3 separate regions of the Macaca mulatta genome follow, and regions 1 and 2 are each linked to region 3. The links are chromatin contacts, called in public Hi-C maps. All regions are on one chromosome and are shown on one strand. The core of a region is the stretch at or near the end of the contact, and the rest is flanking DNA. Distances in the headings are between cores, read along the strand shown. Region 1 holds the start of NDUFS5 (NADH:ubiquinone oxidoreductase subunit S5). Region 2 holds the start of AKIRIN1 (akirin 1). Region 3 holds the start of MYCBP (MYC binding protein).

Region 1 (4,527 bases), core at 1,325-3,824, 160 kb before region 3:
CATTCTTTTTCAAAAGCATGGCATCGAGGAGCAAGCTTGTAGGGCTGTTCAGCACTCTGGATTGTCCACCATCGATCTATGTTAAGGCCGAACCTTTTCTGGATGTCCAAGAAAGGCATGGCTGTAATGGAAGACTTAAAAAAATAAGTAAATAAAATCCCACAAGAAGGCAATCAACTAAGAAATTTCTAAGAAAAAATTAGATAATCATGATAAGTAGCCCTCTAGAACACTGTTTGATATTATTCTCCTGATTTCTTCTCACCAAACTTTTTCATTAAATAGCTTCTTCCAGTTTATGGCAGATAAGCAGTTTTTGTGCTTTTTCAAAACTCAAGGAAAAGATAATTATAACTAAAGAACAATGCATAGAAATCCTTTCTAGGTCGGGAGCAGTGGCTCACCCATCGTGTGAGATGGAGTCTCGGTCTGTCACCCAGGCTGCAGTGCATGGCGAGATCTCGGCTCACTGCAACCTCCACCTTCTGGGTTCAAGCGATTCTCCTGCCTCAGCCTCCCAAGTAGCTGGGACTACAGGTGCACGCCACCACACTCGGTTAATTTTTGTATTTTTAGTAGAGACAGGGTTTCAGTATGTTGGCGAGGCTGGTCGGTCTCAAACTCCCGACCTCAGGTGATCAGCCCGACTTGGCCTCCCAAAGTGCTGGGATTACAGGTGTGAGCCACTGCGCCGGGCCTAAAAAAATTTTTTTTAATTAGCCACTTGTGGGCCAGGCGCGGTGGCTCACGCCTATAATCCCAGCACTCTAGGAGGCCAAGGTGGGTGAATCACCTGAGGTCAGGAGTTCAAGACCAGCCTGGCCAATATGGTGAAACCCCATCTCTACTAAAAATACAAAAAAATTAGCCAGGCGTGTTGTCACATGCCTGTAATCCCAACTATTCGGGAGGCTGAGACAGGAGAACTGCTTGAACCCGGGAGACAGAGCAAGCCAAGATCGCACCATTGTACTCCAGCCTGAGTGACAGAGTAAGACTCCGTCTCAAAAAAAAAAAAAAAAAAAAGAATTTGGATTCTTTGGTCAGGTTCTCTGTATCAAAAAAAAAAAAAAAAAAAAAAAGAAGAAAAAAAGAATTTGGATCCTTTGGTCAGATTCTCTGCCTCAAAAAAATAAATCAATTAATTAATTAATTAAAAAGGCACTTGTGGTGGTATGCACCTGTAGTCCCAGCTACTCCTAAGGCTGAGGCAGGAGATTGAGGCCAGGAGTTCAAGGCTTCAGTGAGCTATGACCTGGACACTGCACTCCATCCTGGGCAACAAAGCGAGATCCTGTCTCAAAAACAAAACAAAACCAAAAAAAACCCAGAGTGAAAGAAATGGGTTAAGACTTACTTTGTAGAATATAACAGATATTAGGGAAAAAAAAAATTTATATGCAAATACATAATAATGTTAAATGTAAAAAAAAAACAGTATTCCAAAAAAAAAAAGCCTCACTGCCTAAGTTGACTGAAACGAAGTGCGTGCGCAGACTCACAAATACCAATATAAATGTGTACTCATGGTAGATGTAAAGGTGAATTTAGCCGGGCGCAGTGGCTCACACCTGTAATCTCAGCACTCTGGGAGGCCGAGGCGGGCGGATCACCTGAGGTTGAGAGTTCAAGACCAGCCTGACCAACATGGCGAAACCCCGTCTCTACTAAAAAACAATACAAAATTAGCCAGGCGTGGGGGCGCATGCCTGTAATCCCAGCTACTAGGGAGGCTGAGGCAGGAGAATCGCTTGAATCCGGGAGGCGGAAGTTGCGATGAACCGAGATTGCGCCATTGCACTCCAGCCTGGGCAATAAGAGCGAAACTCCATCTCAACAAAAAGGTGAATTTAACTTCTAAAGTTCCTTCCCATCCCTCAGTCATCATTTACTGAGTAGTTACGTTCCAGGCACTCAGATGCGGGGGAAAGCAGCTCCAACGTAAGCACCAGAGACACACACACTCGGAACTGGGAATACACTGCAAGGAACACGAGTGGGTAAGAGCTCGAAGGACGAAGCACCAACTCTGCCCGGAGACTTGAAAATGCCTTTAAGATGGCTTGCGAGTTAGCCAAGTGAAGATCAATGGGCAGAGTGTTCCAGTTGGGCAACAGCCCGAGTTACAGACAGCCGGAGGCGCTGGGTATGTTTGGGGGACAATGGAGCGCAGCGTGCATGACGGGAAAAAGAATGAAATGAGCTCAGGAGGTTGACGGGGCCGAAATCACGCAGAGCCTAGAAAGCTGGGATAAGGATCGTAGACTTTAGGTTAAGAAACAGAAAACCAAAACATTAGTCCGGCAAAAACCTAAACAAATCTAGAAAGTGGAGAGAGCGGCAATCTCCAGGCTTCGGTGCCATTAGCTGTGGAGGTGAAGCGGCCTGGGAGGGCAGGGAACACGCCCTGAGTTCGGGTCTGGGAGAGGGGACACACAGCAAGTCAAGAGGAAATCTGTTAAAGAGACCTCGGAAGGAAGGTCCTTGACCTAAACTGACGCGCGGACATAAACAGCCCCTACCGATCCGATGCTCGTACCCTTGTCTCTTCTCTGGCCGCCGCTTCAGGACGACTAGCTTGCGACGCGGACGCCTGCCGTAAAGGATGACCTCAGCGCGACGTTTGCAGCGCGACGCCGGAAGCTGACCTTCCCTCAGCAGTCTCTCCCGAAAACCATAGAAACCAAGCCCCTTAGCCTGGTATGGTGGCTGACGTCTGCAATCCCAGCACCTTGGAAGGCTGAGGCAGGAAGATCGCTTCAGCCCAGGAGTTCGAGACCAGCCTGGGCAACATGGCGAAACTCTCTACAAAAAATAAAAAATTACCGGGCATGGTGGTGCATGCCTGTGGTTCCAGCTACTCAGGAGGCTGACGTGGGAGGATCCCTTGAGCCCAGGAGATCACGGCTGTAGTGAGCCATGATCACACCATTCCATTGCATTCCAGTCCTGGCAGCACAACAAGACCTTATCTCAGGGGGAGACAGCGAGAGCGAGAGAGAGAGGAAGAAGAAGAGAGAGAGGAGGGAGAGAGAGAAAGAAAAGAAACCAAACCCATCAATTATAGAGACACAGGAAAGTCCTAGTCATTAGTGAGTTCTTGCTCCTTTCTTGCACTGTGCCTAGCATGCTCATGCCAACACTGACTGGTGAGAGACTTCACCAAAGTCACAGGAGAGAAAGAACACTGGCTCCCTGCCTGCCTACTAGTGGTTAAGCACATGGACTATGAACCCAAACCACCATGTGGGTCAAATGTAGGCCCCCCAGCCGGTCGCAGTGGCTTAGGCCTGTAATCCCAGCACTTTGAGAGGCCGAGGTGGACCTCGAGTTCCGGAGATCAAGACCATCCTGGCCAATATGGTGAAACTCTGTCTCCACTAAAAATACAAAACTTAGCTGGGCGTGGCAGCAAGTGCCTGTAATCCCAGCTACTGGGAGGCTGAAGCAGGAGAATCACTTGAACCCGGGAGGCAGAGATTGCACTGAGCCGAGATCGCGCCACTGCACTCCAGCCTGGGGACAGAGCTAGACTCCGTCTCAAAAAAAAAAAAAAAAAAAAGTAGACCCCCACCACCAACTTCATGTGACTTTAACTTCACTGTGCCTCAGTCTCCTCATCTGTTAAGATAATTATGGTACTCACAATGGAGGGCTGCTATAGGGATTAACTGATTTATGTATAAAGCACTGAGGCGGTGGCTAGCACACGGGAAACATTCCAAGTCAGTCGCAGTTCTTTGATGTCTCAGCTTTCAGTTTGTGAATCAACTGCTCCCATGCCTGTCATCTGTTCCAGAACCTCCAATGACTCCCTTTGACTACATCAGAGACTCTAAAGTGCTGTGTATATGTCTTTGGGGGGTGGACCACAGGGTGCATGAGATATTATACATTGGAGGTATGGGAGAAAAATACTAGAACATATATGTGTATATATAATTATTATTGTTGAGACAGGGTCTCACTCCCATTGCCCCGCTGGAGTGCAGTGGTACAATCACAGTTTACTGCAGCCTCAACCTCCCTGAGCTCTGGTGGTCCTCCCACCTCGGCCTCCCAAATAGCTGGGACCACATGTGCACGCCACCACGCGCCTGGCAGTCTTTATTATTATTATCATCATCTTATTTGAGATAAGGTTTCACTCCATCACCCAGGCTGGAGTGCAGTAGTGCTATCATAGCTCACTGCAGCCTCAAACTCCAGGGCTCAAGCAGTCTTCCTGCCTCAGCCTCCCAAGTAGCTGGGACTACAGACATACCACTGTGCCCAGCTAATTATTATTATTATTATTATTTTTTTTGAGACAGAGTTTCGCTCTGTCACCAGGCTGGAGTGCAGTGGTGCAATCTTAGCTCACTGCAACCTCCACCTCCCAGGTTCAAGTGATTCTCCTGCCTCAGCTTCCTGAATAGCTGGGACTATAGGTGTGGGCCACCATGCCCAGCTAATTTTTGTATTTTTTTTAGTAGAGACGAGGTTTCACCATATTGGCCAGGATGGTCTCAATCTCTTGACCTCATG
Region 2 (4,045 bases), core at 1,139-3,638, 130 kb before region 3:
GCAACCTCTGCCTCCCGGGTTCAAAGGATTCTCCTGCCTCAGCTTCCCTAGTAGCTGGGATTACAGGCCCACGCCACCACTCGCCCCACAACAAAAACCACTTTTTTTAAGATGGAGTCTCGCTCTGTCGCCAGGCTGGAGTGCAGTGGCACGAGCTTGGCTCAATGCAACCTCCGCCTCCCGAGTTTGAGTGATCTCTTGCCTCCTGCGTAGCTGGGATGGCGCCAGCCACCACGACCGGCTATTTTTAGTAGAAACGGGGTTTCACCATGTTGGCCAGGATGGTCTCGGTCTCTTGATCTTGTGATCCACCCGCCATGGCCTCCCAAAGTGCTGGGATTACAGGCGTAAGCCACCTCGCCTGGCCCAAAAATCACTTACAAAGCAGCTACTGTAATGTGAACTACAACCGAATTAGTCTAGAGGGTAGTATTGAAAAAATAAAACATTTACATTAAACCCATCACTTTATACTTTTCAAAATATTTTCTGCAACTATCTTGAGGGTTCTTCAACAAAAGATAGGGCAAATATTAACTCCAATTTGCAGAAGTGAGACCCAAAAAGATTATGGACTATCTTTAGGTATCTGCGGGAGCCAAGGAAGAACAAAACATCCCTGCAAGTGGCCATCTGTGGCGCCTGTCTTTGAGGGTTCTTTAAAATGGACTTTTGCAAACATTATCTCATTCTGTACATAAGGTTATACAACAATGAATGGCCAGGGAATTTAAAGTAGAACAGCGTTTTTATGGGCAGGTTAATCAGGTAATGGATAAGAGACGAAGTAATTACTCTTTTGGGATTAGCAAACAGAAGGGAAAAACATGATAAGGGCACAGAGCGGTGGGTCTGGAGGAAAGAGCAGAGGCACAGTTTGAAAAAAAATGCGTAAGAGACTGACTAGGTAAGATATGGTCACAGTGCATAAGTACTTGGAATTCTAGAATAAAAAAGTGAACTCGAGTTAAGGATATGAAGTCTGGGAGAGCTTTAGCGGGGTGTAGGAATCTTGGTGTGAGGCAGAAGGCCTGCAATTTGCATTGCGGATCGATATGCAGAGGAAGGAGGAAATGAAACCTGAAGGCACTGCTACTGAAAAGGGGTGAAGAAAGGATGATTTTAGGGTGAGCCTAAGGTTTTGCTTAAGCTTGAGGAATAGAAGAAGACACAAAGAAACGACTTGCCCTAATCCATTATTGAGACGTCCCCCTCATTTCCGGAAGTCCTTTAAAATCGCAGAATATTAATGCTGAAGCACCCTCCCCTCTACTCCTGCGCTATGAGGTGTCTACTGTAATGCCAGTCCTTCCTTTTCCTTGGACAAAGTGGAATGCATTACTGGAGAGTCCCTGTTAAGGACAGTTACATTCTTGGTTCTGTAGAACCTCCGTACGTCGTAGGATTCTCAAATTCTAGCTAATGATCTACCGATTTCAAGCCATATATGGTGCAAGGCAATAGCCACATAATAAAAGAACGTGGCCAGTCCCTTAGAAATGATCAGGTTGAAATTGGATTCCGTGACTCTTCCGGCGGCCTCTGAGTCCCTAAAGACTTCTGGAAATCATGTCTCCCTACAAGCTACACAGTACAGCGCTAAACAGCACGCACTCGCGCCCCTTCCCGGTAACCCGCCCCCAACCCACCCCCGCCCTCCAGGCCAGGTTCGTGAGCAGAATCCAATTCTCCATGGCCCACTGGATCTGCAGGATGGCTCGGTGTAGACCCGGCCAGCGGAGGCAGGAGGGGCTTCAGCGACAAGGAGGGCCCTGAGCGGCCAGAGGTATTCCCATCTTCCTCTTTGGTGTCCACCCCTCCAGGCTCTCCTGCTCCAGGAAAACCGAAAACCGACCCTGTGGCCCCACAACCCCTCCCAGATGCCTCCCATCCCCGGAAGCAACCAGACCCAGCGGCATCCCAGTTCCCTTTTCTCAAGGCAAAGAAGGGGTCCCTGGGTAAACTGGCCTGGTATTCCCAACCCTCCCCCAACGCCCCCAAAAAAATGCCTGGGCCTGGCTTCCTGCCAAGCCCGCAGCAGCGCAGGTTACCCGGAGTTGGAAGGCGCCGCTCGCTGCCGGGCGGGGCGGGCTGCTGCAGACTCTGCGGTGGGGTCTGCGTCTGAAACGGCGGCGGCGGCGGCTCGGCGTCCGGGGGCCTGAGGCCCGGAGTGGGGCCGGGCAGAGGGGCGCAGCGCCGCCGCTTCGGGGAGCCGGGACTCAGCAGCGCCGCCTCGAACTCCATGGGCCGCTTCAGCGTCGCCCCGCACGCCATGCTGCTGAGGGGCCAGGAACCGGGAGCGGACGCGGCGGTAACTGCAGCCCAAGCTCCGGCTCCTCAGCGGGGCTCGCCAGCCAAGCCGGCTCCAATGGCGCCTCCAGCACCCGGCAGCGGCGCTGGCCCCGCCTTCTGTGACGTCACGGGCGCACGCCATCGCCCGACAGAGGGGGGCAGGCCGGAAGAGGGTGGCTCTGCGAGGCTGGTCAGCGCCGGCCCGGCCCGGGGCACCCCCTGTTGAAGAAATGGAACGGTCTGGGCGGAGAGCGTGGTCACCAAGCAACACCGGGAAGGCCCCCACCCCCACCCCCGCCCCTCCCAGGGTCCCATCCCCCCCACGCTTTGGGGCTGTAGCGCCCGGGTGGCCCCTAAGGTTTTCGCACCTGCGCTGCGCGGGCGTGGGGGAGGGGAGAACTTGAAGGGGTCTGGTGAGGGGCCGTGGGGGTCTGGTGACTCCAAAAACAACGTTCTAGGCCGCTCTCGTCCCCATGATAAAAGGGTGATTGTTAAAGGTCATCAAGGGCATTCCGCTGAGTCCTGGGAAGTCTGCACTTAAACAGAAACGATTATTGGAGGATGGGCTTTAGCAAGTCCATGAACCCCATGAAATTATTTGCAGATTTGTGGGGTGGGAGCGAGGGTGGGGATGTTTGTGGGAGTATTTTTGAGATAGCTGACCCATACCTTAAGCACCTCACCGAAGGGATATGTTACTTTAAAAAGTTGAGAATACACAAAAAGCACCCACTGGCTTAAACCGTGTTAGAATGGCTTCAGAGTGTTAAGAACTTCAGCTAGTAGCTGATTTGCCATTCTTCCCATCTGACTTGGCAGCTCAGGTTCTTCCTCGTCTTTCTGAATTCTTTACAGCAATACCAACTGTAAAGTGCTTTTGATATTCTGGAAAAATAAATAGATAACAGGAGGGTTCTGCTTTCTGAAACTCTACGCTTCTGTATTTTTCTGGGGAGCAGTTCCGATGTTTTCAACAGATCATCAAAGGAATCTGTGATCCAAAGAAAGGATGAAGCCTTTCTGTAACTTCTTGTATATACTGAATAATGACGATGACTCCTGGGATCTGTCTTCAACATATCTCCAGGATTTTTCAGGACAGTCCGAATTTCAGATATTCACTTCTATTAGCCCATATGCTACATCAATGTGCCACAATATTTGAGTTGGAGAATATGGGCATACTCTCCCAGTCCCCATTCATTGTTCTTTTTCCATTGCTTTCCTCTGGATCATCTTCAGTTACTACAAATTCTTTTTTTTTTTTTTTTTCCCCCTGCTCCTTGTGAACAGGGCTACCCCATAGGCAATGTGCCCGGAGTAACCTCTACACATTCTTTAAATATCATAACATAGGACATGTATTTTTGCATTTATCTTTGTAAAACTGCAGAAATAATTCTAAAATCAGCATACCAAATGTTAATTTTATCTCCTCTCTTGTCCAAAAGAGCATAAAGGGACTTTACAATAGGCTAGAAAACTAGAAATAGAATATTAGGGCCAGAGAAAAAGGAGATCACAATCATCATAGTTTTAAACAAGACTGTAACTGAATTTGAAATGTAGTTCTTGGCTGGGTGCGGTGGCTCACGCCTGTAATCTCAGCACTTTGGAGGCTGACGCGGGTGGATCACTTGAAGATAGGAGTTCGAGACCAGTCTGGACAACATGGTAAAACCCTGTCTCTGTCTCTACTAAAAATACAAAAACCAGGCAGGCGTAGTGGTGCACACTTTTAATCTCAGCCACT
Region 3 (4,315 bases), core at 1,292-3,791:
GTATGCTACGACCAGGCCTTTCCTATCTCCCTCATTAGATACTGGGTTCTGCAGGTGATATTTGTGTCTTCACCATCCCTGGTCTACATGGGCCATGCATTGTACCGACTGAGAGTTCTAGAGGAAGAGAGGCAAAGGATGAAAGCTCAGTTAAGAGTAGAACTGGAGGGGGTAGAGTTTGAAATGCCTAGGGATCGGAGGAGATTGGAGCAAGAGCTTTGTCAGCTGGAGAAAAGGAAACTAAATAAAGCTCCACTCAGAGGAACCTTGCTTTGCACTTATGTGATACACATTTTCACTCGCTCTGTGGTTGAAGTTGGATTCATGATTGGACAGTACCTTTTATATGGATTTCACTTAGAGCCTCTATTTAAGTGTCATGGTCACCCGTGTCCAAATATAATCGACTGTTTTGTCTCAAGACCAACAGAAAAGACAATATTCCTATTATTTATGCAATCTATAGCCACTATTTCACTTTTCTTAAACATTCTAGAAATTTTCCACCTAGGTTTTAAAAAGATTAAAAGAGGGATTTGGGGAAAATACAAGTTGAAGAAGGAACATAATGAATTCCATGCAAACGAGGCAAAACAAAACGTAGCCAAATATCAGAGCACATCTGCAAATTCACTGAAGCGACTCCCTTCTGCCCCTGATTATAATCTGTTAGTGGAAAAGCAAACACACACTGCGGTGTACCCTAGTTTAAATTCATCTTCTGTATTCCAGCCAAATCCTGACAATCACAGTGTAAATGATGAGAAATGCATTTTGAATGAACAGGAAACTGTACTTTCTAACGAGATTTCCACACTTAGTACTAGCTGTACTCATTTTCAACACATCGGTTCAAATAATAACAAAGACACTCATAAAATATTTGGAAAAGAAGTTAATGGTAACCAGTTAAGGGAAAAAAGAGAAACTGAAGGCAAAGACCGCAAAAGGAACTACTACTCTAGAGGTCACCGTTCTATTCCAGGTGTTGCTATAGATGGAGAGAACAACATGAGGCAGTCACCCCAAACAGCTTTCTCCTTGCCAGCTAACTGCGATTGGAAACCGCGGTGGCTTAGAGCTACATGGGGTTCCTCTACAGAACATGAAAACCGGGGGTCACCTCCTAAAGGTAACCTCAAAGGCCAGTTCAGAAAGGGCATAGTCAGAACCCTTCCTCCTTCACAAGGAAAGTCTCAATCACTTGACATTCCAAACACAGCTGATTCTTTGGGAGGGCTGTCCTTTGAGCTAGGGTTGGTCAGAACCTGTAATAATCCTGTGTGTCCTCCAAATCACGTAGTGTCCCTAACGAACAATCTCATTGGTAGGCGGGTTCCCACAGATCTTCAGATCTAAACATTGGTTGGCTTTTAGACATTGTATATATTATCAGAGAAGTAGCCTAGTGGTGGTGGGGCACGGACAAAATAGATATGGGCAGCTCTAAAGACCAGCTGTTAAGACAGACGGCAAACTCATTTCAGCAAGGGAAAAACAGCTCTAATTCTAGATTGTGAAAGAACACTTCTAAATCCAAAGACATAAGGTTGTCAAATCAGGATTTTTTTTTTTTTTTTAATGATATTCTTTCGAATGTGTGTAACTGATTTTGGGAATATCACATGTTCAGAACTGGGGCTAAATGGTTTGATCAGGTTTTCTCTTTGAAGAGACCACAGCCTTAGGACACGGTTCTTCATCTACATAATTCCACCTTGGACACTGGGTTAATTTTGTTTGCCCCTGAAACACAATCACGTAGTTTCCTTCTAGACTGCATCCTGATATGTCTCGAGTATAATCACATGTTGCTACCTAGTAAATAAAATCTTAAAAAGATCCGTGGCTTTCTTTCACCAGTTCATAGCATCGTGATTCATTGCCCGGATTGGACTCGGCTCTACTCACTGGACATCTAACCTCTCCACTTAATTAACAGTACGCACCCTACAGGGGTGTTGTGAGGATTAAAATTTAAAATACCCGTGTTTTCTACAGTGCCTGGCGCACAGCGCTCAAAAGCTATTGCAAGCTCGTTACTGCTCATTCTCCAGAAGCCCACATCAAGTCAGCCACGACTCAAGGAGACTCCAAAGATAAAAGCTGGAACCAAAATACATGATTCTAAACACCCTCCTCAGCTACTGCAAAGTCGTGAGCACTTTCTCAGGAAGAGAGCCAAAAAGTCCAGCACCTATGGGTCACCACAGTTTCCGAGGTCCCAGATGAGAAAAATGAGCTCGCTACCACCGTGCGGCGATCCTTCCTCTCGCAATAGTCCCAGTGCTCCCGGGCCCTGCCTCCGGACGCCAGTACAGAGTTACCAAAATCTCACCTCTTGCAAAGAAAACGAATCGCTACGGGGACCGGAAGAGGAAGAGGTGCGGCTCCAACAGCCAGAGGGGCGGGCATACGCAGCCTCCCTCGGCTCAGCCTGCAACGGGGGATGCAGAGCGTCCTGGTCGCCATGAAAACAGGCCACACCCCGGCGATCCCTGCCCGTGGTTCGCAAGTGCGCAGCCGCGCGCCCCCTTCCGCGCATGAGCAGTTCTGCTCCCAACCCGCCAGTCGCGGTCTCCGGCGCCAGCTACGCCGCTGCCGCTGTCACTATGGCCCATTACAAAGTGAGGGGGGCGCGGCGTGGCTGGGGGCATGCGGGCGGTAGCAAGCCGTTGGTCGGCTCTGGGTGGGAGTGGGGTCGCGCGCGCAGGTTTGGGCGGGAGGGCCCCGAGGTAGCGAGGCGGAGGCGGGGTTGCCAGACTCCTAGCACCTTCTTCCTGCTCGGCTCCCGGGCTCTGGCCACTGACCCCCGGTGTCTCTTCAGGCCGCCGACTCGAAGCGTGAGCAGTTCCGGAGGTATTTGGAGAAGTCGGGGGTGCTGGACACGCTGACCAAGGGTGAGCCTGGGCTAGGAGAGGGTACCTCGTGCCCTCGTCGTGCTCCCCGGCGCTGCCCCTTTCCCCAGCGGGCCGTAGCGTGGGGAAGGAGGGGAAACAGATGGGGCCCGTCCGGGGTCCAGCGAGGTGGGCCTCGGGGTTCGGTAGGGACCTGGCTGCTGGAGGCCGCCCGGGTGAGGTAGCCTAGCTACGCTACCCTTCTCTGCACTGGGAGTGAAACTCTTGCAGCTGTTGCAAAGTCTCTTCAACTTCCGTTGCTTTGCCTCGAGCAGCCGCAGTGGACATGTTTGCCAAAGACCTTCAGATCCCAATTCCTCCCACCTTACGGTTTTTGTGGAGTCCTCAGAATCTTGTTAAGAAACAGTTTCCCTCCAACAAAGAGCAACTGGAAAAATGACCGAATTTCAAAGTGGGCTATGAAATAGTTGAGTGAGCCTAATCCCCGAAGTAGGAGATGCATGGCCAATTTGGCTGTGGCTTTTCAGCCCCCATTCCTTAGTCTGTGTCAATTTTTATTTTGTGTATATTTCATAGTTAAAGTAGAATTACAGTTTAAAGAGCTCGAGGGCATATCAAAATGGTTACATTGTTTTCACTTTTTAAAATGAAAACTTACTGTTAACGCTGTATCTCTTCATTCGTGGCTTCGAGATCTAAGTAAGTAGATGAGTAAAGTGTCGGAAACAGGAGGATTCCAAGGGGTAGGGTACAGTTTACTTCATTAGCTTAACAGTAATTTAAATGCCTGCTATGTCACTTAACTCACTGGGATTTTCAAGGGTGTAGAATGGAATTGTTGGCAGGGATCAGGACTTGGGTCAAACTAGGAAGTTTGGGAAGTGTGGGAAATAAGTAGGTAACTGCTCTTTGGACAGAAGCAAAGTTTAGAGGAAAATTCTAGGAGCATAACTCCTGGGTCTTAGCAGAAAGCAGGCTAGTAATTTTGAATTGTTACCTATTTGGGGTTCAGATAATAGTTTACCTCTTTGCAAATAAACTTCAGCAAGTATTAAGGGACTACTCTGAAAGTACTGTGCTATGTTGTCTCTGGAAGTGTCACAGATGCTTTGAATGTCATTCCCTCTAAAAACTCCATAAGTTCATTTCTTTCATTTAATCATTTTACTCAGGCATCTGTTCTGCACACTGGAGATAAGCAGAGGAGGATAAAAGTCTCGGCTCTCATAAGCTTATGTCCTAGTTGAGGGAGACAAATACATAAATACCTAGTGTCAGCTAGAGGTAAGTGTTACAGATAAAAATACAGCAGAAGTTAGGGATAAAGAGTAACAGGTGAGGCCAGGCACGTGGCTCATGCCTGTAGTCTTAGCACTTTGGGAGGCTGAGGTGGGTGGACTGCTAGAGCCCAGGAGTTCAAGAGCAGTCTGGGCAACATGGCAAAACTCCCGTCTCTT

Evidence for each region. Hi-C and Micro-C count contacts between places; a contact is called where the count stands out from the background.
Region 1: a Hi-C map of liver shows a contact between it and region 3, with 2.4 times the contacts expected there. The contact joins the promoter of NDUFS5 here to the promoter of MYCBP in region 3. A contact is called at or near these places in 2 of 14 Hi-C or Micro-C datasets (fetal cortex germinal zone and liver).
Region 2: a Hi-C map of cortical neurons shows a contact between it and region 3, with 3 times the contacts expected there. The contact joins the promoter of AKIRIN1 here to the promoter of MYCBP in region 3. A contact is called at or near these places in 6 of 14 Hi-C or Micro-C datasets (CD4 T cells, blood, cortical neurons and 3 more).

What each region holds. Positions count from the first base shown.
Region 1 is chr1:201,769,782-201,774,308 of T2T-MMU8v2.0, forward strand. NDUFS5 (NADH:ubiquinone oxidoreductase subunit S5) reads right to left here and starts at 2,575. Exons shown (of 3, transcript XM_028842583.2): 1 at 2,469-2,575; 2 at 1-121. The coding sequence starts at 119.
Region 2 is chr1:201,806,575-201,810,619 of T2T-MMU8v2.0, forward strand. AKIRIN1 (akirin 1) reads right to left here and starts at 2,389. Exons shown (of 5, transcript XM_015135822.3): 1 at 2,052-2,389. The coding sequence starts at 2,274.
Region 3 is chr1:201,934,496-201,938,810 of T2T-MMU8v2.0, forward strand. It overlaps MYCBP (MYC binding protein), which reads left to right and starts at 2,542. Exons shown (of 5, transcript XM_001113156.5): 1 at 2,542-2,627; 2 at 2,828-2,900. The coding sequence starts at 2,544. GJA9 (gap junction protein alpha 9) reads left to right here. Exons shown (of 1, transcript XM_001113253.5): 1 at 1-2,359. The coding sequence ends at 1,359. All of the region lies in intron 1 of LOC106997876 (a long non-coding RNA gene), which reads right to left.